Linked DNA regions of Mus musculus: region 2 is linked to region 1. The links are chromatin contacts, called in public HiChIP or PLAC-seq maps. All regions are on one chromosome and are shown on one strand. The core of a region is the stretch at or near the end of the contact, and the rest is flanking DNA. Distances in the headings are between cores, read along the strand shown. Region 1 has its middle 820 kb from the start of 4930557F08Rik. Region 2 has its middle 690 kb from the start of 4930557F08Rik.

Region 1 (4,477 bases), core at 1,318-3,817:
CCCTGTAGTTATGTTTTATCTATGATCTACCTATCAATTTCTGTGTCTGTGTCTGTATCTGTGCCTGTGCCTGTGCCTGTGCCTGTGCCTGTGTCTGTGTCTGTGTCTTTCTCTGTATCTCTCTATGTATGTGTGTGTGTGTGTGTGTGTGTGTGTGTGTGTGTGTGTATGTGTTTATTTATTCAAATCTTCCTGAACCTAGTATGACAACATCAACCATCCTATTCTCAGCATTTTATTCCATCTGTATGCACAAGTCACTGGTTATGCTTTAGCTTCTAACTGTTCTTCTGGACTTATGGGCTGACAAAAAATAAATGGGTTCACCATGGTATGTATATATATATATATATATATATATATATATATATATATATATATATATATAATTTTAGTGTAACACCATTCATGTATAGTTGATTCTCAACAACATAGTATTAGTTGTGTCTTTTTTTTCTTTTAGCAAAGGCTTGAAATTTTACAAATAACCTGAATGAAATGCACCTAGTCCAGTGTTTTAGATGTAGAAACAGCTTTTATTCAAAACTTTGTATATAAAAAATGTGTAATATTTGAAAATGATTTCTAAATCCTTTGGCTATGAACTAATAGAGCCCATCTAATTAAGGTTTTAGTTAAATGTATAATGATTATAAAATATTAATTTAAAATTAATCCTCTTCTCAAGGTTAATAGTGCAAATTTATTTTTAAATGGAAATGTTCAAAGAAATTGCTCAGAGCAACAATATTCATAATCATAATGCAGGCTAGTTATTTTACAGAATGTGGTTAAGCTACATTTTTTTATTTTATATCCTTCTCAAAATGTCTTAGATTTCAGAGACTATATCTTGTTAATCCTTCTGGCCTTTTAATTAAATTAAAATAACAGAGATTTAAACAAATCAAAACTACTGGTCTTGTTATAATTACAAAATGCACAGTATTTTGCAACACTATTTTCCTCTTGACAACTTTTTAATCCTACAATATTCTCTACTAACGTCCAAAATAAAGAAAAAAGAAAAAAAGAAAAAGAAAAGAAGCAAGAAAGGAAAGAAATGAGTAAAGAGATGGATATCTATACAAACAAAATAACCCAGTAGAATGCTGTTTATTGCTTCTTTGCCTGCTCCTTGCAGCTTTCATAGCTGGCTTCTTATAGAAACCAGGACCAACAGCCCAGAGCTGATAACATCCATAATAGTTTGGACCCTCCCCCTTCAAGTACTAAGTTTTTAAAAAATGCCCTACAAGCTTACCTACAGACTAATCCCATGGAGACATTATTTTTTAATTGTAGTTACATGCTCTCAGATGATCTTAGCTTCTGTAAAGTAGACAGAAAACTATCCAACATACTTACTCTCATCATCAGCTCTATAGATTTCTGCCTGTTGTGGTGTCTAGTTGTTCTCTGTCAACCATCTCAGGGGATTGAGTAGATACTGATTGAAAACCCTGAGACATTCCTTTCTGTGGATCACTGGAACTCCCACTCCAACCGTTCCAGCCCATACTCATTCTTAAGTGTCAGTTCCTAATATCTAGAAACACATTCTACCAGGACACTTGGTGGCCACAATTTTCAGAATTCCACAAAATTTTCTGACCTTCTTATAAATAGAAAACATCCCTCTAATAAACAAAGTGTGAAGTTGAAATCAAAGAACAAAATTCCTATCTAAAAAAGACAGGACCTGATGATACCACCTAGAATTTCAATAATCCCAAATGCAGATGTCTATATATCAGCATAAAATCATAATCAATGAGACATTAGACATTATATTAACTGGATCCCAGCAGCCCTACTATTATAGCCCCCCCCCAAAAAAAAAAAAACATGGCTGAAGAAAATACAAGAACCATACTATGAATTAATAAACACCTTTATGAATAAAGTAAATGCCCTTATAAGAAAAAAAGCTCTTAAAGAAATCTGAGATAAGAAACATTTCATTAAAATGAATAAAGCAATTCATTAACTGAAAGTGGAAATTAAATCAATAAAGAAATCCCAAACTGATAAAAATCTGGAAATGAAAAATGTAGAAACTTAAACAGGAACCAAACAGGAAACTTTTCCCAACAGAATACAAGAGATAAAAGGCATACTCTCAGGCAAGAAGGCACCATAAGGGGGAAAAATGGGTCTTTGGTCAAAGAAATGTTACATCTAAAATCCTCCGTTCATAAAACATCAAGAAAATATGAGAAATTGTGAAAAGACCAATTTTAAGAATAATCAGGATAGAAAACAGAAAAAAGACCCAAGTAAAAGGCTAATATATATTTTTTTTTAAATCATATCCTCTGGTCAACATTTGCACTCAGGAGCTGAGGCTGTTCCACAGCCCTCTGTGCACAGGTCCTGCCAGGAAAGAGCTGTTTTCCCAAGAGTGTTCTCACTCCCTGGCTCAGAGGTGAGATAGCCACTTTCTCGACAATAACTGTTCAGGGCAGGACCAGCAAGGACACAGGGCACAGGAACAGTGGAGCGTCCAGGATGGGATCCTTCTAGTCAACATCTAACCCAGAGTGCTGTTCCACAGCACTTTGAACACAACTTTCACCAAGAGAGAGAATTCCCAGGAGTGCTGACATAGGCTTACATACCCACAGGAGGGACAAGCTCCAGCCAGAGAAAGGCCATCTAACACCAGAGATAACCAGATGGCGAAAGGCAAGTGCAAAACACTTACCAACAGAAACAAGGCTACTTGGCATCATCAGAACCCAGTTCTCCCCATCATAGCAAGTCCCAGATACCCCAACAAACCAGAAAAACAACATTTGGATCATGATGCTGATAAAGGACTTTAAGAAGAACATAAATAGCTTCCTTAAAGAAATATAGGAAAACATAGGTAAACAGGTAGAAGAGCTTATAGAGGAAATAGAAAAATTCCTTAAAGAATTAGAGGAAAACTCAAACAAATAGGTGAAGGAATTGAACAAAATCATCCAGGATCTAAAAATGAAAGTAGAAACAATGAAGAAATCTCAGAATGAGACAACTCTGGAGAGAGAAAACCTAAGAAAGAGATCAAGAGTCATAGATGCTACATTATCAACAGAGTGCAAGAAATAAAATAGAGAAACTTAGGTGCAGAAGACCATAGAAAACATTGACACAACAGTCAAAGAAAATGCAAAATGCAAAAAGATCCTAACACAAAGCATCCAAGAAATCCAGGAAAAAAAGAGAAGACCAAATGTAAGGATAATAGGTATAAAAGAGAGTGAAGATTACCACCTTACAGGGCCAGTAAATATCTTCAAAAAAATTATAGAAGAAAACTTCCCTAACCTAAAGAAAGAGATGCCCATGAACATATAAGAAGCCCACAGAACAACAAATAGATTGGATCAGAAAAGAAATTCATCCCATCATATAATAATCAAAACACCAAATGCACAAAACAAAGAAAGGATATTAAAAGTAGTAAGGGAAAAAGGTCAACTAACATATAAAGGCAGACCTATGAGAATTCCACCAGACTTTTCTCCAGAAACTATGAAAGCCAGAAGATCCTGGGCAGACGTCATACAGACTCTAAGAGAACACAAATGCCAGCCCAGGCTAGTATACCAAGGAAAACCCTCAATAACTATAGATGGAGAAAGAAAGATATTCCATTAAAAAAAAAAAATACACAATATCTCTTCGTAAGTCCAGCCCATCAAAGGATACTAAATGGAAAACTTTAACACAAGGATGGAAACTACACCCTAGAAAAGAAAGAAAATAATCTTCCTTAATCCAACCAAAAAGAAGATAGCCATCTACACATAATTCCACCTCTAATGAAAAACAAAACAAAACAAAACAGGTGGCAACTGTCATTTTTCCTTAATACTTCTTAATATCAATGTGCTCATTTCCCCAATAAAAAGACATAGACTAACAGGCTGGATATGTAAGCAGGACCCAGCATTTTACTGCATACAGGAAGCCTACCTCAGTGACAAAGACAGACACTACCTCAGAGCAAAAGGCTAGAAAGCAATTCTCCAAGCAAATGATAACAACAAACAAGCTGGAGTAGCCATTCTAATAGTGAATAAAATCCACTTTCAACTTAAAGTTATCAAAAAAGATAGGGAAGGACACTTCATACTAGTCAAAGGAAAAATCAACCAAGAACTTCCAATTCTGAACATCTATGTGCCTAATTCAAGGTCACCTACATTCATAGAAGAAACTTTACTAAAATTCAAAGCACACATTGAACCTCACACAATAATAATGGGAGACTTCAACACCTCACTCTCATCAAAGGACAGAACCTGGAAACAGAAACTAAACAGAGACACAGTGAAACTAACAGAAGTTAAGAAACAAATGAATTTAACAGATATCTATATAACATTTTATCCTAAAACAAAAGAACATACCTTCTTCTCGGCACCTCATTGTACCTTCTCCAAAAATGACCATATGAATGGTCACAAAACAGGCCTCAACAGAT
Region 2 (4,957 bases), core at 2,378-4,877, 140 kb after region 1:
CCTAATAAGCATCTGAATCTTAAAAAAAAAAAAAAAAACAAAAAAAAAAAACTGAAAGGTGGCAGTTAAGATACTAGGGACCACCTCCAAAACTTGAAGGGCCCTAACCACATAGTGGCTATCTGAATAAAGATTAAATGGTAATGCAACAAACTCGATCACCTTTAATGCTCCACAAAGTTCAACTAATTGTGCAGAGGTATAGTAGTATCAACGACTTGAATTTGCCCATGAATGAACACAGTGGCTTTTCCATTTTTTGAACCATCTATAAACACAGTTAATGCCTCTAAACTAGGGTCTAAATGAGTAACTTTGGGAAACACAAAATGAGTCACCTGTAAAAATTGTAACAACCTGTTACCGGGGAGATGGGTATCAATACTCCCTTGGTAAATGGACAACAATATGGCCCAATCGTTAAATCGGGACTGTAACCAAGCAAGGTGCTTGGAGGAATAAGGAGAAATAATTACATCAGGATCTCGGCCAAATGGCAGGTGGCCATTTTTAAACCTAAAAATATCACCTGGCACACCAAGAGTGGAAAGGTAGGGAGAACCTTGGAGGGGGTGGCTGGTAAATGTTTCCAGAAGAGGGGGCTGTCTTTTTGCCAAAGAAAGCCTGTGGGTGTAGAAGTGGTTGAAAAGATAATCAGGAATAAAGGCTGTGTGCAGTCAAAATCACCCATAACCTGCTGACTAATGGCCTGTTCAACTCGGGTCAGTGATCTTTGTGCTTCTATGGTCAGACTTCAGGGGGAGGTGGGATCAGAACACCCCACAAGACATCAAACAAGGGCTTTAATTCTCCTGTTGTTAACTTTAAATATGGGCGTAGCCAATTAATATCTCCCAATAATTTTTGAAAATCATTTAAGGTCTTCAGATGAGATGTTCGAATGGCCAATTTTTGTGAGTGAACAGTTGCAGGTTCTAGTTGGAAGCCCAACAACATGAAAGGATATTGAACCTGTAATTTTTCTGGGGCTATGACAAAACCTCTCTTTTGTAGTTCAGCAACTACTATTTGGGCAATCTTATGGTTTTGCTGTAAATCTTTGGTAGCTATTAATAAATCATCCATGTAATGCACAATATAGGCAGTGGGAAAGCGCCCTCTTATTGGATCAATGATCTGGGCCACATATTTTTGACACATGGTAGGGCTATTAGCCATTCCTTGTGGCAAAACCCACCACTAAAAGCAAGGATTTGGTTCCACATGATTTACAATTGGAATGGAAAAGGCAAAGCAGACACAATCTTGAGGATGAAGGGGAATCGAGAAAAAACAAACTTTAATATCTATAATAATTTTGAAATAACCCTTAGGTATGGCAATGGGAGAGGGTAGACCAGGCTGTAGGGCACCCATTGGCACCATAGTCTTATTAACAGCTCTGAGATTTTGTAATATCCTCCAAGTCCCAATTATATATATATATATATATATATATATATATATATATATATATATATATATATAGGTGTATTCTACGGGGAGGTGGATGGTTCCAAGTGGGACAGCCTCAATTGTTCCTGCACTAACTGTAAGGCTGCCCGGACCTTCTCTTGAGGCATAGACCACTGGTCGACCCAGACTGGATCATTAGTTTTCCAAGATATTTTATCTGCCTGGAGTGCAGGAGGAGCAGTGGTCTCTAGGAAAAAAGGTCTGCTCCCAGACCCTTTTTGTCTCTTTTGGGTACAGGGACAAAGGGATGAACAATCCCTTGTTCATTTTTCCCCAGGCCTTTTCCAGGGAGATACCCTGTTTTTAGCATTAAATTTGTGACAGTCTCATTGGGACTGTACATTATAACTCCCATTTAGGAGAGTATATCTCTTTCCCATAAGTTAACAGGAAGGCTCCTGACTACAAAGGGCCGGACAGTTCCAGTATTGTTTTCCTTATCTGACCATGTTAACAATTTTGAACTTTGTAAAGTATCCTGAGTTTGGCCTATCCCCTTTAAATGGGTAGCAGTCGGTTTTAAAGGCCAAGCAGTAGGTCAGTGTGATGGAAGAAATTACTGTTGCATCTGCCCCAGTATCTAGAAGTCCCTGAAATTGTTTGCCATCTAAAAACAGGGTCAGCATGGGTCGAGAGTCAGTCAATTTTTGTACCCAATAAACATCTGAGGACCCTGGGGAGGATGGCCCCCGATTTTTTCTAATATGTGGAAATTGTCCAATTAACAGGAGCGGCAGCCCTGGGCGATATGCTCTCCTGCTCTCAATGTAAGGGGCCCTCGTGTGGCTGTAACCAGAATTTTTAATTCTCCTTGGTAGTCAGCATCGACCACAGTGGGGGTTACCACGAGTCCCTGTAGGGAACCTGATGCTCAGCCAATAAGAAGAAGAAACATATTTTGGGGTGGGGGTCCGAATTCCCCTGTCTCAATAACTAAGGTCCCTTCCTCGGGAGTTATAATCCTGGTGGTGGAGGAACACAAGTTCAATCCTGCGCTCCCTGCTGTAGCCCTGCACAATCCCCGTTGGGGAGACTGGAGGGAATCAGCGATGGATTGTTTTGGGGGTGCAATCAGGGGGAGCAGGGCCCAAGCAGGGGCCCCCCTGGTAGTTTCCCTGGACCACAGTAAGTGGGCGGCCATTTATATCAGTTTTGGATCTGCAATGTTGTGCCCAGTGGTGGCCTCTCTTACATTTGGGGCAGAGGCCAGGAGGCATGGCTCCCTGTGTAACTTGGCCTGTGCCTGGTGTGGTGGCAGACTTGGTGGTCTGGTGGATGGGCATTCGCGGGCAAAATGTCCCGGGAGTGCACATCTGAAACACACTCTCTGCTGAGGCTGGCTAGTTCCACCAGCTTTTTGGAAGACCACTCCGATGGCCAGGTTAATAGATTTTGAGACTTGATGTGAAAATATATCTACCTCACTGCAGAGCTTTATCAATTCCTATGAGGTCAAAGCCTCTAGTCTTACCCCCCAGGGCAGCCTTGCAAGCAGAATTAGCATTCTCCAAGGCATGTTGTCTAACTAAAAGCCCTTCATTTTCATGGGGGCCGAGAACTCTTTCTTGTAGTCTAGCAACAAATTGGGCATAGGATTCTTGGGAGCCCTGAATAGTTTTAGTCAACGGGGTTATGAGGGCTCCTGTGGCCGGTACGGCTCTCCAGGCAGCTAAGGCCGCCTGGGCAGTCTGTGCAAGCACCCCAGGAGAAAGCCCCAATTGTTTCTTATCAGAGGCGAATGGACCTTTACAGAATATTTTATCAGAGGTCCAAGAATAAGCCTTACTGAGGGGGTTCTTTCTGTTATTAGCAGCCTGGGTTTTGGCTCTATCTACAAAATCAGATTTCCAAGTTAAATACTGCCCTCTAGTGAGGACTGACTGTACCACTTTGCTCCATTCATTGGGTGTTAAGTAACAGTCTCCTGCTAGTCCCTCCAAGATTGATACAGTAAAGGGGGCATTAACCCCATAATTTTTAACAGCCGAATGCAATTCTTTAATATGTATGATCTTTAATTTCTTATAAACAGGCTGTGAAGCCTCATAATCACTTTCATCTTTTATTGCCTCTTCTTCCTCGGAGTCAGAGGCTAATTGCTCAAATTCATCACTTTCATTTTCCTTTTCTCCCTTTGCCTGTCCCGAGGTATCTGGCACTTGTTCATCATTAGTTGGCTCAGGGTCATGACTGATCTGATTGGAGAATGCCCGAATCAGGAATGGGAAGGCCAATTTTTGATATGCCTTGTCCTTGGCTGAATATTTATGTTTGATCTTCTCCGTGGAGACCGGAGGAGAGACCTTCTTTATGACTTTAGGGTGCTCCGACTGTTTCTTGACAATTGGGGCTCCGGAGAGGATCCCCTGTAAAGTTTGAATTTCAAAGGTGAGGTCTCCTAATTTTTTTTGCAAATATAAAACCTCTTTTAGACCAAAAATGTGGGCCACCAGAGCGTCCTTCGTGTGGAGCAAATGATGGACAGTCACCCCTGGTAAGGGAGTAGGAGGCGGCAGGCTGAGGAGGGATAAAGGTGCAGAGAGGGAAAGGGAGTGGGGCCCCGAGTGGAAGAGGGGTACAGAGGAGGGTACCTAGGGCTGGATTTTGTTGTGAGAAACACTCGGGGGCCAGGACCATATCTCTCCTCCTCATTGTTGGCTGCCTCTTCCTCTAGTTCTGCTGCAAGAAAATCCTCAGCAAGTGCCAGCAGTCTGGCTCCCTCCCTTCCTTGTTCTGCATCTTTTAAGAGGTCTCTAATAATTCCATAATAACTGAAAAAAGGTTCAGGGATATTTTCACCCGTTTTTATTAAATCATTAATATTTTTGCCAACCTTATTCCACGTAAGTGGATGGATCTCAGGTCTGCTCAAAACTAACCATGGACATTTAGTGTCCATGAAGCAGAAAAAAATTAATCAAATCTTTTTTCTTGACTCTTATTCCTCTCTCCCTAAACCCTTTATTTCATTTATGAAAATTGTTTCCTTTGAAAGCGCTTTCCCCATGGCAAATGGGACGACCTTGTAACATCTAGATTTACCTCAAGACACCCCGTTGCATGAGCAATGCAATCTGGGGAGGTCTCTATCCTCGCGGGTGGTAATTCCTACTTGCTATTATTATTGGCACTATTTTATTAGTAAATTGTTGTGTTTCCACTCATCTTTAGAGCACTCCTGAGATCTGTAGCTACGACGAGGCAGGACATTCCGGAACTTCAGCAGAAATATAAAAAGAAAGGGGGAGAATGCTACGAACACTCCAGTGTAGTTTGCTTGGCAGGCAGAGAGGCCTGGGAGCACTCACGAGGCAAAGAGTTTCATGGAAACTCAACTCCTGGAACTTTGGCGTTCTCATAACCCATATACTCATACCCTATCCCCATGTTAGTCTGGTGTATGAATCCACATGCTCTCTTTTAGTATTATCTTATTATAAGTGCCTTTTAAGATTGAATTCTGACATAGCTAAGCCTTTGC

What was found. HiChIP or PLAC-seq counts read pairs in DNA pulled down with a chosen protein or histone mark.
Region 2: a contact with region 1 is called in an H3K4me3 HiChIP or PLAC-seq map of the SCID.adh cell line, with 27 read pairs. The contact joins two enhancer-like sites. A contact is called at or near these places in 1 of 484 Hi-C or Micro-C datasets (embryonic stem cells), 1 of 115 datasets of contacts at active chromatin or transcription factors (the SCID.adh cell line) and 1 of 9 other capture datasets (embryonic stem cells).

What each region holds. Positions count from the first base shown.
Region 1 is chr15:14,952,649-14,957,125 of GRCm38.p6, forward strand. No RefSeq gene overlaps it. Among named protein-coding and RNA genes, the nearest start is that of 4930557F08Rik, 820 kb to the right of the region's middle. Within about 2 kb of position 2,568, at least 1 of the 459 cell types and tissues checked has an H3K27ac peak or open chromatin away from gene starts, as enhancers often do. A contact at or near this core is called in the SCID.adh cell line, where this site is marked.
Region 2 is chr15:15,086,649-15,091,605 of GRCm38.p6, forward strand. No RefSeq gene overlaps it. Among named protein-coding and RNA genes, the nearest start is that of 4930557F08Rik, 690 kb to the right of the region's middle. Within about 2 kb of position 3,628, at least 6 of the 459 cell types and tissues checked have an H3K27ac peak or open chromatin away from gene starts, as enhancers often do. A contact at or near this core is called in the SCID.adh cell line, where this site is marked.